Linked DNA regions of Pan troglodytes: region 2 is linked to region 1. A link is a contact called in public capture Hi-C data. All regions are on one chromosome and are shown on one strand. Each heading gives the region's core, a stretch centred on a gene start, on an enhancer-like site or on the middle of the called end of the contact. The rest is flanking DNA. Distances are from core to core; before and after follow the strand shown. Region 1 has its middle 54 kb from the start of ARL4C. Region 2 has its middle 160 kb from the start of SH3BP4.

Region 1 (7,948 bases), core at 3,614-6,113:
GTCCCAGAGTCCAAAGGCTGGTGAACCCAAAATTCTGATATCCAAGAGCAAGAGAAGATGGGTGGTGTCCCAGCTCCAGAAGACAGAGAACAAGAATTAGTCCTTCCTCTGCCTTTTTGTTCCATCTGGTCTGTGACTGATCGGATGATACCTGCCCACCCTGAAGGCAGATCTTTCCTATTCAAACCACCCACTCAAGGTTGATCTCCTATGGAAACAGCCTCACAGACACCCCAGAGGCAGCCCAATCACTCAAGTCAAATGCCAAACCACCTGGGAATCAGAGGAATGGGTTCAGTGCCTACTGGAGCACTGAGAATAACGCTTTATCGCTGTCTGATCCTCTTTTTTTTTTTTTTGAGACAGGGTCTCACTCTGTCACCCAGGCTGGAGTGCAGTGCTACCATCTCGGCTCACTGCAACTTCCGCCTCCAGGTTTCAAGTGATTCTCCTGCCTCAGCCTCCTGAGTAGCTGGAATTACAGGCACGTGCCACCAAGCCCAGCTGATTTTTGTATTTGTAGTAGAGACAGGGTTTCGCCATGTTGGCCAAGCTGGTCTCGAACTTCTGACCTCAGGTGATCCGCCCACCTTGGCCTCCCAAAGTGCTGGGATGCCAGGCGTCAGCCGCTGCGCCCAGCCCCTGTCTGATACTCTTAATGCAGTCATGTTGACGTCGCAGATCAGCCATCACAAGTCTTCGTCACTTTTGTGCTGCTATAACAGAATACTATAGGCTGGGTAATTTATAAAGAGCACACATTTATTTCTCACAGTTCCGGAGGCTGGGGAATGGAAGATCAAGACAGCAGCAGGTCTGGTTGTCTGGTGAGGGCTGCATCCTCCAGAGGGAGGGAACGCTGTGTCCTCACCTGGCGGAAGGTAAGAGGGAGAGCAGACTGAGCACAGAGGGAAGACTCTTCTGTGAAGCCCTAAGTCCCATTCATGAGGGACTCTTTTTTTTTTTTTTTTGAGATGGAGTCTCACACTGTCACCCAGGCTGGAGTGCAATGGCACTATCTCGGCTCACTGCAACCTCCACCTTCCGAATTCAGGCAATTCTCCTGTCTTAGCCTCCTGAGTACAGGCACCCACCACCACACCCAGCTAATTTTTGTATTTTTAGTAGAGACAGGATTTCACCATATTGACCAGGCTGGTCTCGAACTCCTGACCCCAAGTGATCCACCCACCTTGGCCTCACAAAGTGCTGGGATTACAGGCGTCAGCCGCTGCATCCGGCCCTTCCTCAGCTCTTAAAGGCCCCGCCTCTCAATACCACCACAGATGGACACATCAGAGGAGACTCATTCAAACCACAGCACCTGCCTTGCCTCTCATTCGTTTTCCTCTCTCTTCTTCGTTGCTTTGTCTTCTTGCCTGTTATATCTTTGCCTGGTCCTTCATTCTTAGCCTTTCAGTCGCCTTTCACTTTAAGTGTCCCTTTTAGAAACAGAAAATGGCTACACTTTTTGAAAACCTGATATGTCTTATTTTTCTAACTATGGAATTTAAACAACTCTCTTTCACTCATTCTTGCCATGTAGTTTCACACTCTTGTCTCTTTGGGGGCTCACTGTTGTTCCTTTCATTTCCTATCTTTTATAATTAAGAATATAATATTTAATATATAATATTATATTATTAATATTGATGTTAATATTATATGTATTAAGTATATCATATTTATTTATTTACATGAATTTTCTCTTGTATTTGAAAGAAGAGACATTCAGTTCTTAGTCTTTAATTTTTGGTTTACCAAGTTGTGTTTATCCCTATCGCTTAATTATCAGAGTTAAAAAAAAATGAGTAGGAATTTTGACTATGCCTTATCCATGGAAAGAACTGCCATCCCCTCGTTTATACCCCGATTTTCGCTCATTTGATGCTATAAACCAACAGTGTTGTTATAATTCCATTTTTTCTTATTTGTTATAGAAATATTCTTTTGTAAAAATAAGTTGGCTGGGCGCGGTGGCTCAGGCCTGTAATCCCAGCACTTTGGGAAGGCCGAGGCGGGGGAATCACCTGAAGTCAGGAGTTCCAGACCAGCCTGGGCAACATGGTGAAACCCTGTCACTACTACAAATACAAAAATTAGCTGGGTGTGGTGGTGCGCGCCTGTAATCCTAGCTTCTTGGGAGGCTGAGGCAGGAGAATCACTTGAACCAGGGAGGCGGAGGTTGCAGTGAGCCGAGATCACACCATTGCACTCCAGCCTGGGCAACAAGAGCGAAACTCCGTCTCAAAAAATTAAATTAAATTAAATAAATAAATTGAGGCCTTTACCATTCATATTAGAAACAGGATATCCGACGATGACTTGTGCTTCTCTGTCAAACTCCACTAGCAGCCCAGTGGATTTCCTCTTGGCCTGTGGATTTTCTCTCTGTTTTTTAGGTTCCTGGTGGTAGGGCACTCTTGTGAATTTCTCTCTCACGCTCTCCTTCTTTTCTGTTTTCTTTCTGTAATGTCATGGCCACTTTTAATGGGACGTTGTGGATGAGTTCCCAGGAACAGCTAGGATGTCAAAACATGACTTCAGGGGCAGAAGCTTGTTTTCAGTGAGATCATACAATTGTGATCTTCAAAGAGCGTCCTGAGTCCTGGGTGCTTCCTGGGAACACTGTTACAGGAACCATCTTTGGAGTCCGGAAGACTTACTTGCTTTATCAACTCGAACAAGTTACTCTCTGGGCCTCAGTTGCTTCTTCTGCAAAATAGTGACTCACGGAACCCTTGTGAGAAAGGTGTGATTATCCATCAAAAGTGTCTGTAAGGCACGCACTGGAGGCCAGCAGACAGCAAGGGCTTGCAAATGAACTTACCCAGCCTGTGGTCTACCCAAGATCGTTTGACCTGTGTGTTCTAAATTCTCCCATGAGATAGCTGTAACGTTTATTTGTGGTGGGTGGGGGATGCCAAAGGAAGTTTCTGGACCCAATTTCTTCTTTCTCCCTAACCTTATGATGATGCTGTGGGCTCTGCGCTCCCTCTAGTGGTGAAACTGAACACCTTCGCTATGAGAGCAGCGTCGCTCGGGGCTGAGATGGTTGTGGTCACGATGTGGGTCCCTCTCTTTGTTCTCCTGCCCTGGCTAGGGATGCAGTTGGCACCTTCCACTCTTGGAGAGTCTGAAGAATGCAGAAAAACTTCGGAGAATGTTCTGATCACGGAATTTGTTAGGACAGAGTCTTACAAGAACTAATTTGAGGATTTTACACACCTGCATATATCTTTGACCTTAAAACTCTATTAATTTTTCATCGCCCTTTTCCACACTAATTATACTTATCTTTGCAAGGGTATTATACTTCCTTCCAACAGGATTTCTTACTCTCTCAAGTGATTTTGATAATCTTCATAATCCCGTTAAAAATAGCCATAATTCGTTCAAGTATATGAAAGTTGAGTACGAAATTAGTTTGGCTGGTTGACTCACTGCATTTTAAACCCAAGGATATGGGAAGAATGTCTTAATAGAGCCATTTAAATTTTCAAGATGTGAACTTGAACTTACCCTCTGAAGTTGGGGTTTAAGTTAGACAAAGAATTCTGCTTTGTGTGTGCCTGAGCACGTGTGTGTGTCTAATTTAAGCTTTCCAAAACCAGGATCAAATTCCTGTCGGTGTCATTAGGTTGTAGAACTTATGTTAAATGTTCCCTCTTTTTGTCTTAGTGACGTTTGTGACGACAAAATAATTAAGATTGTGTCTCTTTTCATGGAATCAACCTAGATGTCCATCAATGGTGGACTGGATAAGAAAATGTCATACATATACACCATGGAATACTATGGAGCCATAAAAAAGAGTGAAATTATGTCCTTTGCAGCAACATAGATGTGGCTGCAGGCCATTATCCTAAATGAAGTAATGCAGAAACAAAAAAGCAAATGTCACATCTCACTTACAAGTGGGCGCTAAACCTTGGTACATGCAAATATAAAGATGAGAACAATAGGCACTGGGGACTCCAAAAGGAGAGAAGGAGGGAGAAAGGGAGGGAGGGGGGAGAAAGGGCTGAAAACTTTCTACTGGGTACTACACTCACTATGTGGGTGATGGAATCAATAGAAGTCCAAACATCAGCATCACACGATATATCCTTGAAACAAACCTGCACATGTAACCCCTGAATCTAAAATATAAAACAATTTAAAAACTCTGTGTCTTTAAATGTTTTCCACCTGCACCTGAAAGAAGAAAAACCTACACAACTTTGAATCATATGAAGGAGTAATAGAATCTTAGAGTTGAGCCAGGGATCTCAGAGGTCCTCGTCCACACACCTCCTGATGGAGAGATTCCTTCCATAGCATCCCTGAGAGAGGGCGGACTGACCTCAGCCAAATCCATCAGAATGCTTTTGTTTGCAAGACACAAAACGAGGCAAAACCAAACCATGTGACTTATCAGTGATGGGAACTCATTGACTCACTGTCTGCATCTCTATATTGGAGTATGAGAGGGGACCGGCCAAGAAGCCAGTGCAGCAGCCAGCTGTTTGGGTTGCTAGGATTCCAGACCACATGTCCCTGGGCCCCAGGAGAGGAAGCTTCCCTCTCTCCCCAGCCCGCCCCCTTTCCAGATTGTAATGCTAATGATAAGCACAGGTGTGACAACATGGGTGTAAAGCCCCCCGATTTCTTTTTCAAGCAACTCAGACGTTACTAGAGTCTGTAGGAGAAGCACAGACCTATAGCCTGGAGAAGCCATGGAGGCCACAGGCTCAGGCTGCCCTTTTCTGGCAAAGTCATTTTCTTCTTCATAATATTCTTGCTGTAGCACAAACTCCTCCCGGGCCCTCCCCGCTGGTTTCCCCTAGACACAGCTCACTCAGCACCCTCACCGTCTGAATGGATGATTAGCCTTTTGTGTGTAGTTTTTCTCAATTCTGACTTTGTTCTCATAGAGGAGGAGGCCTTGGCCAGGGCGAAGGGGTTCGGGAAGGCAGCTACGCCCTTGAGCGGGTGTCTTTAGCCCCTGCCTGAGCTCCCTCGACTGCTCCAAAGAATTCAGAACTGCCTGTTTCCTCTCTCTCACTCCAAAACACTGGTTTCTCTCTCCTCCAAGTCTGCCTGAGCTGCAACTTTTTCCCAAAATTTAACAATTTAATTCCTTGATGCCTTTCTTCTTGTCAACGTTTATTTTGGGTTCAGGGGTACATGTGCAGGTTTGTTACATAGGTAAACTCATGTCACGGCATCCGTTGTACAGATTATTTTATCCCCCAGGAATTAAGCCCAGTACCCAGTAGTAATCTCTTCTGCTCTTCTCCCTTCCCCCACCCTCCACCCCCAAGTAGACCCGTGTCTGTTATTTTCTTCTTTGTGTTCATGAGTTCTTATCACTTAGCTCCTGGATGCCTTTCACTCTTTCTTCCAATCAACCCTCCTAGTGGAAAGCCCAGAGGCCACGAGCTTTGGACGCTGTGGTCAGGTAGGCCAGTGCCCCCAGGGACCGCTCTGTGCCTCCCTTGGCCAGGGTTTTTATGGCAGCTGGGGCTGGCCAGCTCTTCCATCATGTGGGTGCCCCTGGGGAAACAGTGATTGGAGTGTGCTGACTTACACAAGCGCTGGGGAGCTAGCCACAAATGTCCACTATATCGCCCCCTTCTAGAAAATTTCCAGCAATGAGATCCTCACTGCCTTAGAAGGTGCCTGCTTCATGGTTGGTTGCCTTTCATTGGCACAGGCCTGGGAACCAGGCTTCCTGGGTTCAAATCCCAGCTCCATCAATTGGCAGCCCATAATATTGGGCAAGTTTCCTAAGTGCACTGGCCTCAGCTACCTCCTGTGGAAGGTGGAAGGTATAATTGTTCCACCCCAGCATTGCTGTGAGAATCAACAGGAGGACACACATAAGGCACCTGATGTGTTGCACCTGCTCAGTAACTGCTGTCTCTGCTTCCATTTATCCCCCAACACTCCTCCTTCTGCCCTTCAGCCATTCATTCTATTCCTATGACATGGAGGCCACAGAATCCATCTACCCTTGCGTCTGTGTTTTCAGCATTTTGGGCAGCTCTCACTGCTTCAAAAAGAATTGCCCTTGATTCTTCCCCAGGCCAAACTGACTGCTTCTTCAACTTCTCCTGAGTTTACCTCACCTCCTCATACTGCCCCTTCTCACTTCCTTGAATCCACCTCTGCCTTCCCTGCTGTGCCCCCACCACACACACAGCACGCCCTCACCACCCTGTGCACCGACCTTTCCTCCCTGGGCCCTTTCAGTTTGGCATGAGATGTCCTCTCTCCAGATCCTCTCCCCACTGCCCCCATCATCTCCCTGAATGACACCTGCTTTCCTCAGCACCTGATTTAGGTAACACCTCCTCCAGGAAAGCTGAATATCTTAAGACTAGTGAGGGCCAGGGCCTCCTCACCCCACTCCCTTCCTGCTTGCCTCTCTCTTCTTTGTTAGACGCTTCCCAAGGCATGAATCAACTCTGTCTGTTGGTCACTATTCCTGGAGTGTAAGCCCCTGGAGGGCAGGAGGGCTGTCTTTCTCACCTCCACCCCTCTGTTGTCTAGAAGAGTGTCTAGCATATAGGACAAGCTCAGTAAAGATTTGAAGAATGAATGAAGGAAGAAAGGAGCCAGCCCTCACACACTAGATGTGGTCTGACAAATGCAGAGAAAGCATGAACTCCCCCTGGTTTGCTAGGTCTGCTCGGCAGGAAGTGAGAAGGACAGAGCACTCAGGTGAGCTGATGGCTAAAAGCTCGCTGTATGCACATATGCACCTCCTACTGCATGCACATGTAGAGAGGCAGATGGGTCTTTCCCCAATGCTTGCCAATTGCTATTCTCATTGTGTATAATAGTAAATGGGGGAAGGAAATTTGCAACAACAGGAGTGACAGTTGGTGCTGATCATGTTTTCTACGCTGCAAACCTTACCTGTAAACACATTGGGTGGGTTGTAAGTTTGTAAAACTGTTCAAGAAAGAATCTCAGAGAGGTTTCGGGAAGGGCTTTTAAAAGACAGCATTTGGTCCTAGGAAATATACATAGGCAAATGGGACAACTAAGTAGAATAAAGAGAATGAGAGTGAAGGTGTGAATCCAGGACACAGACTTTTGAAAGTGGCAAAGAAATTTATTTAAAACCATCCTATATAAGAGCAGTGTCAACAACATTCTCCCAGGCAAAAGCACACAGACACTCTATCCGTCTCACACACACATGCAGGATCACACACACACACACACGATGCAAGATCACTAATATGATATAACTGATTAATAATGAGGATTTTTTTACAGCCTGTAATGAAATAATATCACGGTACAGACTCATTATAATTCTTCCTCCTCCTTGCATCTCACTTATTTAACTAGAATTGAAGTAGGGAGAAAAAGAAACCCTCCATTCATCCTGTGGAGAACAGCTAATAATTGGGAAAAGCTGCCTGAATATTATACAGGTAGATGTGAGTCAGCCACTATGTTTTTATCCTCAGGGATCCAAGAATTTTAGGTTTGTATGTAAGGAGGGAGGGATGGAAATGAGAAGGATCTTTTAAAACTAAATGAAACCATGAGGAGATACCGTCTCTTCTGGATTAAAAAACTTTTTTTTTTTCAGCCAGGTACAGTGGCTCACACCTGTAATCCTAGCACTTTGGGAGGCCGAGGTGGGTGGATAATTTGAGGTCAGGAGTTCGAGACCAGCCTGGCCAACATGATAAAACCCCATCTCTACTAAAAATACAAAATAAGCCGGGTGTGGTGGCAGGTACCTGTAGTCCCAGCTACTCAGGAGGCTGAGGCAGGAGAATCACTTGAACCAGGGGGATGGAGGTTGCAGTGAGTTGAAATCGTGCCACTGCACGCCAGCCTGGGTGACAGAGTGAGACTCTGTGTGACATTTGAATGCCTCAAATGTCAAAAAAGAAAAGTTATTTTTTTCAACTTGCCTTTTTGGGGGATTCATGAGAGT
Region 2 (7,948 bases), core at 2,257-4,756, 540 kb before region 1:
GATGTTTCAGCTCAAGCAGAGAGAACAGACTCATCCTTCCTCCTTTTTGTTCTCTTTGGGCCTTCAACAGTTTGGGTGATGGCTGCGCACACCTGTGAGCACAGTTCTTTTTTAATTGGTCTACGGATTCAAGTGCTAACCTCTTCCAGAAACAATCTCAGAGACACATCCAAAATAATGTTTTACCAGCTATCTGGGCACCCTTTAGCCCGGTTAAATTGACACAGAAAATTAACTATCTCACAAGGTGCCTCCGGTAAAAGAAACTGTGCAGTGTTTGTCCTCTTGTGACTGGCTTATTTCACTTAGCATAATGTCCTCAGCAATCATCCATGTTGTAGTGTGTGTCAGGATTTCCTTCCTTTTAAAACGGAGTATGATTCCCTTGTGTGTATACACCACAGTTCGTTTATCCATTCATCCAGTGATGAACACTTCAGTTGCAACCTCCGTTGTTTGGCTTTTGTGAATAATGCTGCTAGGAACATGAGGTTGCAGATATGTGTTCAAGACCTTGCATTTAATTCTTTTATGTTTTTGCCCGGAAGTAGAATTGTTGGATCCTATGGTGATTCTGCTTTTAATTTTTTGAGGAACGACCACACTAGTTAGCAACAAGTGATTTTGAAATAAAATTGTTTCATGAAGGGATGCTTCTCTACAAAGGCAGCCCCTAAGAGCCCTTTGGGGGCAGGGACCAAGTCCCCTCTTTTGTATTCTTGGAGTGGGAAGCACTACAGGCATCAGAATCAACTATGATTTCCACATTACTGCTCAGAAAAGAGGAGCAAGCTTCCAGAAGCAGACCTGAGAATTCCTGAACTCAATAACGGCTCCTGTAACAAAGCTCATGTCCCCTTTTCACAGCTTCCCAGACAAGACCTCCTCTCCAGGACACCTCCCTGATTGAGCCCCCCTATTTATTTATTTATTTATTTATTTATTTATTTATTTATTTATTTTTGTTTTGAAACAGAGTCTCACTCTTATTGCCCAGGCTGGAGTCAATGGTGCGATCTCTGCCCACTGCAACCTCTGCCTCCCGGGTTCAAGTGATTCTTCTGCCTCAGCCTCCCGAGTAACTGGGATTACAGGCACGTGCCACCACGCCCGGCTAATTTTTGTGTTTTCAGTAGAGATGGGGTTTCACCATGTTGGCCAGGCTGGTCTTGAACTCCTAACCTCAGGTGATTCACCTGCCTCGGCCTCCCAAAGTGCTGGGATTACAGGTGTGAGCCACCGCGCCTGGCCAGAACCCCCTTTATTTTGACATTGGTAGCTTTAAAGTGTCTTGCTGGCCTTCTTTAACCTCCTTGTCCCCAAGTCAGGCAATCCCTTTTAGAGACAGTACCCCTAACGTAACATTTTAATAAGCCTAAATGCTTACCCCAATACTTTTATAAACCAGAATGTCATATGTTAGAACCAACCTGAGCAAGTTTTACTTTGGAAGAAATCAATAACAGCAGGTTTCTCCTAGCATCTGTGGTGTCTAGGGCAAGGGTACAAAGGGATACCCAGGTAGTGTGCGTGTGTGTGCACGTGTGTGTGTGCATGTGTGTGTGCGTGCATGTGTGTGTGCGCGTGTGTGTGTGCATGTGTGTGTGTGCGCGCATGTGTGTATCGGGAGGTATAGGATACAGATAGAGAGATATTTAAAAGGTACAAATAAAACGAATGAATAAGTATGTTTCATCATTCTATCTTGAAAAGCATACCTTCATAAGAACAAAAATGGAGTGATATATGTAAAGCTGTTGTTTTAAATGACAGAAAGTTGGTGAAAATCCAAGACATCTGAATTTAATAATCATTGTGTACACCTAAATATCCAGTGGATAGGCTACACTGTTTGAATAAGTAAGTAACAACATACATAATTGATAAGTTATATATTATCCATAAATTTTTGCCTTTTCTTAATTTTAGCAAAGAACATTAATTACGTTGTTAGAATCAATATTTTCATATAATTTGCATTCTATTGATAGTAATGACAAATTAAGCAAACTTTCTGAGATCATTAAGTTTCTCAGATCATTTTTCATTAGTTTTATTTTGAGGAAACTTTGACCCGCTAAAGCTATAGCTATTGGAATTGTCGATAAGTTTTAGGAAAGTACTGTGATGCAGAAATGTACCAGGAATTTACATAACTTATTCAAACATTGTAATAGGGCTGCACAAAAGAGATTGTCATTGTGGCATAAAATACAAAATGTTTTAATTTTATCATTTAAATTATTACCACTCGTATGATTTTTACCATCCCTTAAAGCAATATCAAGATTCGTAGATAAATAAAAAGAATCAGCTTTAGCATCACATATGTTGTATCTAGATCTATACATATAAAATGTAAAAGTGACACAAATTGTTTAATATTGAAAAATGTTGGTTGGGCGCAGTGGCTCACACCTGTAATCCCAGCACCTTGGTAGGCCGAGGTGGGAGGATCACCTGAGGTCAGGAGTTCAAGACCAGCCTGGTCAACATGGCAAGACCCAACATGGCAAAATTTAGTAGCAATTTTTCTTCTATAAATACAAAAATTAGCTGGGTGTGGTGGTGGGTGCCTGTAATCTCAGCTACTTGGGAGGCTCAGGCAGGAGAATCGCTTGAACCAGGGAGGTGGATGTTGTAGTGCATCAAGATCATACCACTGCACTCCAGCCTGAGCAATGGAGCAAGATTTTGTCTCCAAAAAAAAAAAAGAAAAAAGAAAAAGAAAAAACTTCCTGAGACACCAGGTGCAAGGGCTTCGAGTACTCTATTTATCTATGAATATTTCTGAAATCACTAACAGAAAATGGATTTTCAGCACTCCTGGAAAAGGATTTGGTTATGCAAGAATCGGTTGCATCCATGCTCTCTGCAAGAACGAATTTGACAAGTCAATTAGTTTGTATCTTCTCTTTTCAAAATGGTCGCAGTTCAGTGACCATCTCTGATAGCTGCAGTTGTGCAATCTACAAACCTCACAGCTTTTGGATAAAGTCACCTTTGGTCTCAAGACACAGACCTACAGAGAAGCATTTCCCTGGGGCCTACACGGTATTATCGACCAGAGCAGATATTTAGAGTTTAGGGTCACTTTTGCCAGAGACAAATTTCAGACCCTGAGCAATATATGTAAAGCTGTTGTTTTAAATGACAGAAAGTTGGTAAAATATCAAAGATGTCTGAATTTAGCCACTATTGTGTATGCCTGAATGTCCTGTAGACAGGCCACGCTGTTTGAATAAGTCATTTTGACCCTCTAATGCTTGGGGCCAAAGGAAGGGGCTCCTCTTGCGAATGTCAAAGGCAGAGTCAATGTGCAACTTTGCCTGAGAACTAGATGGATGGGAGCTCTTAAACTCCTTGTCCCAGGCACAGAAACTGACCAAAGAAGTGAGCGTTGTGAGTCAGCAGGTGGCGCCTGGTTTCCAATCAAAGGCTCTGACTCCAATCAAAGGCTCTGACTTTGCTCCTGACAGCCGTGGGTCCAGGGTCACTTTCCCATCCCAGTCCAGAAATGAAAAAGGGAGATGCAGCATTCTCAGGGGAGGGTGGGGCAAGGCAGAGGATCACTATCCAAATCATTAACTTGTTTAAATCCTGCTGGATTTCGCCATTAAGAGGCTGCCCACCACCCCCGTGAAATGTCCAGCAGCAGTTTGCAAGAGAGACACGCCACTTTCAGGCAGCCCCACAGATGGGGGTCGGGCTGGAGATGAGCAACGTGATCCCAGGGCCCAGTGCAGGCCATCTCCTGGAGTTCCTCAGAAGAGATGCTGATGGCAGAACTTAAAAAAAAAAAAAAAAAAAAACTCTTCATTTTAATTGGAAGACAGGGCTGCTTTTAGGGCGAGGGCTGGATTTGGTTCCATGGCAGACCAAAAGTGTGTCTATTTTGGGGCAGATGATCCAAGGAAGCTCCAGACAAGTGGGGCCCTCACACCATGTGAAAGCTTCTGAGGGTCCGATGAGGACCACCCGCCAACAGAAATGCAAGACAAGAATGCGTTTTATAGGGCATGGGCTCACACAGTCCACATTCTGTGCTTTACAAACAGGTGCCTTTTGGGTCCTTACAGAGCCCCATAAAAGACATCCTATTATTATCACACCATTATACACATGAGGTCAGCAAGGCATAAAGACTTGGAGAAATGGCCCAGGGGTGTCAGTTCCAAAGCTCATCCTCTTAACAAGTTAAGGGCTGAACACACGTGGGGCCAACCATGAAAAGAACAAGAGCAACAGCAGCAGCAAACCCACAGGGACAGGCAGGACGGCAGTTTGCGTGGGTACCAGGCTGGCTGGGGAGCGAGCCACGCTCACTCTCCCGCAGCTTCCCCTCCCCAAATCAGCTCCAGCCTGAAGAGCAACCGCTGGAAACAACGCTTGCCACAAACCCAGCTTCAAGCAGGTGACCCTCCCAACCCTTCCAACCAATCCCCACTCCTCCAGTCCTCACCCCTTCCCAGGAACGTCACAGAAACTCTGTCATCCCCACTCTCCAGCAAGGCAGGGCTGCAGCCGCTCCTGGAGTGACAGGCTAACCGTGGGACAACTCACAATCAAATGAACCCTCTTCCGCGTACCCAATGCAGATGTCAACACCGACACACACCTCCACGGATGACGACGTGCACCCACGCATCCCCACAGCGCATGTCCAGCAAGCTCAACAAATCATCACAAAGTCAGGGGCTTAACACAACACCTGTTTATTCACTCATGGTTCTACAGGTCAGAAGTCCGACGACATCTGGGTGGAGTCACAAGGCTGAAAGCAGGCGTCAGCTGGGCCGCACTGCTTTCTGCAGCTCTGAGGATGACTCACGGGTGGGCAAGTCTGGTTCCCCGCAGTTGTGGAGGGAGGTCTCATTTCCCTGTGGCCTCCACTGGGAGCCAGTCTTTGCTCCTCAAGGTGACCTGTATTCCTTCCACTTTCCACGTGGCTTCTCCTCCAGCCACAGCCACTCTGTCCCTCCCACGCTCCAGATCCTACAACTCTCTGTGTGGAAGCAGCTTTGGACTGCAGCTGGACAAAGTTCTCTGCTCTTCAGAGTAAAGGAAATCAAAATATTTCTCCTCAAAATATTGAGGACTGTTAGTTCAAGACACTGAAAACGCAGGGAAACACTGCCTCGGCCTCCGCTTACCTGATGGCAGGACTTCAGTCCCTCCTTCCTGGAGACAGTGCTTGTCATCCACCCAGAGAAGGCAGCAGCAGGCGCCAGAAGAGTCTGGGAACACATTTTACCTTCTTCCTCCAGTTTCCCACCTTTTAAAAGATGAGAGCTGCTCTCACCTTCATCTTGTCACTGTATAGAATTTATGGCTCTTCATTAGAATACTGTTTACGCAAGGCCTCTAAGCCACTGCCTTCAGAGAGAAATACTTTTGAACTGAGACCTCTCTCATGTGATGGGTACAGCAGGTGTTAATAAACGTCTGCTTGTTTTTCTTTAGTTAATTTGACTTTTGTTTTCACGAGAGTGTCTCAACTAAGAACCTAGAAAAAGGGAAAGGATAGAAAAGAAATCATGTTTTGTCTCCTACAAGGGCTCATGTGATTAGATTGGGCTCACCCATAGAAGCCAGGAAGATCTCTCTATTTTAAAATCACATATATTTTCTTTTGAGACGGAGTCTTGCTCTGTCTCCCAGGCTGGAGTGTAGTGCCGCAATCTCAGTTCACTGCAACCTCTGCCTTCCAGGTTCAAGCCATTCTCCTGCCTCAGCCTCCTGAGTAGCTGGGACTACAGGTGCCAGCCACTGTGCCTGGCTAATTTTTTTTGTATTTTAATAGAGGCGGGGTTTCTTCATGTTGGTCAGGCTGGTCTCAAACTCCTGACCCCAAATGATTCTCCCGCCTTGGCCTCCCAAAGTGTTGGGATTACAGGCAGGAGCCACCGGCGCCAGGCCACAAATCCATAATCTTAACCTCATTTGCACATTCCCTTTTGCCACAGAATGGAACCCATTCACAGGTCCTAGGTATAAGGGTGAGGGTGAGGACATCTTGTTGATGGGGGAGGGGTGTGATTCTGCCTGCAAGTGGGCTGGGGGAAGATTTTATGGACCTCATTGTCTTTACATGATAAAAATACCACTTCCAAGTTGAACACGGCCTGTAAGGTTTTCCCCAATTTTCAAGTCTTTTCTCCTAAACAGAGTCTATCAGTTGTAGTGGCCTCTGGGGAGGGAGGAAGGGTCCCTAGGCAAGAGTGGGGCAGGCAGACTGCTTGCCACTGTTTTCTCTTTTGTATCCTGATACTTACTCCATGGGCATGTTTTGCCTTTTACAAAAAATTTTGTTTTTTAAATGTCTTTTACTGCATGGCAATTATCCATTTCTCATATCAATGACCACCTACCCACCCACTCTGACTGCTATTTTGAGTTGGAAGCTGTTCACTTACACAAAAATTACAGCTTCTGGTGTGTGTATGTGTTGTTTAATTGTTTCATAGACATTAGGATGCGGGTATGGTTTGGCTCTGTGTCCCCACCCAAATCTCGTGTTGATTTGTGATCCTGAGTGTTGCAGGTGGGGCCTGGTGGGAGGTGATTGGATCATGGGGATGGTTTCTCATGTTGCAGCACCATCCCCCCAGTGCTGCCTCGCAATAGAGTTCTCACGAGGTCTGTCTGTTTGAAAGTGTGTAGCACCTTCCCCTTTGCTCTCTCTTCCTCTTGCTCCTGCCATGTAAGGCATGCTTCCTTCACCTTCGCCTTCCGCCATGATTGTAAGTTTCCTGAGGCCTCCCCAGAAGCAGAAGCCTGTACAGCCTGCAGAACGATAAGCCAATTAAAACTCTTTTATGTAAATTACCCAGTGGCAAGTATGTCTTTATAGCAATGTGAGAACAGACTAATACAGACAGGGACTCAAACTTTGTTTTTAAATCACCTAGCAAATTTATTGAAAATGCAAATTCCCGGGCTTCATTAGGACCCCTGGGAATTCCGATGCAGGTGGTCTATGGAGCACCCCTTTAGAAATGTTGCTTGGAAGATTTCACCCTTTATTTCCAACTAGCTGTGGGACTAGAAAAAGTCTTAATGTCCTAGTATCTCTGGAGGCCGGTTGACTTAGCAGAAATACTGGGGTTAAAGTACCTGCTTGTGCACGGGGAAAGGGACTCTAGCTGCAAAGTACAGGGCCTCAGAACCAGGAGCGCATGAGTACTTGGCTGTTACTCTCACATTTCATTTATACTAATGTGTGCTGTTTGGGAGGACTGGGCACCCAAGACACGAATCATTCATAGGATGTTAAAGAAAGAAAAAATTAGCAAGAGACTAAAAAGTCCAGTGGTACAAATAGCAGACAGTGGTTCGTGGAAGACAAATGTCTTTGGAAAAGGATTTTAAGAAAGAAGGAGAGGGAGAAAGAAAAGCAAGCGCATTTGATTCCGATAATCCAAGTAAAGAAATCGAAGGAGCTACAGATTTGCTCTGGGCAGGAGCACATTTGTCCCTGGGGTTGGCAGGTCAGTGGTGTGCCCTCCCCAGCTGCTGCCGGCACTCAGAACACAGCCGCAGCCCGGGAAGCCACGTGCACAGGCTGCTTCCTTGGAAATGAGTTTTCCTGGTGTATAATCTTCCTTTTCCATCCGTAACTGTTGGCATCATCCACATCCCCTTCCCTTAAATAGAAACACTTATCAGCAAAGCCCAAACTTCAGCATATATTGGCTTAAACGTTATCTTCCGTCGCCAAGGGCCAAAGCAGCAGCTGAAACTGGGGCCCATATTGTGTGGCTGTTTAAAGTCACTGGAAGTGCCTTGATGAGATCTTTGCCTCCCTGTGTGCCAGTCCAGTGTAAAACAAAGTTGAAAAAAAATAGAAAAAAGTTCCAAGAGAGAGCACTGGCTTGCGGCAATTCTCTGGCACAATAGCATCCTATTGAGAGGAAGGGCTCCTAAAAACTTCCAGATGAAGCATCCC

The links. Capture Hi-C pulls out chosen DNA fragments and counts their contacts.
Region 2: a contact with region 1 is called in a capture Hi-C map of stem cell-derived neural stem cells, with 9 times the contacts expected there. The contact joins two enhancer-like sites. A contact is called at or near these places in 5 of 7 Hi-C or Micro-C datasets (blood, induced pluripotent stem cells, a lymphoblastoid cell line and 1 more) and 1 of 1 other capture datasets (stem cell-derived neural stem cells).

Annotation. Positions count from the first base shown.
Region 1 is chr13:136,729,641-136,737,588 of NHGRI_mPanTro3-v2.0_pri, reverse strand. No RefSeq gene overlaps it. Among named protein-coding and RNA genes, the nearest start is that of ARL4C, 54 kb to the right of the region's middle. Within about 2 kb of position 4,863, at least 3 of the 24 cell types and tissues checked have an H3K27ac peak or open chromatin away from gene starts, as enhancers often do. A contact at or near this core is called in stem cell-derived neural stem cells, where this site is marked.
Region 2 is chr13:137,272,234-137,280,181 of NHGRI_mPanTro3-v2.0_pri, reverse strand. No RefSeq gene overlaps it. Among named protein-coding and RNA genes, the nearest start is that of SH3BP4, 160 kb to the right of the region's middle. Within about 2 kb of position 3,506, at least 2 of the 24 cell types and tissues checked have an H3K27ac peak or open chromatin away from gene starts, as enhancers often do. A contact at or near this core is called in stem cell-derived neural stem cells, where this site is marked.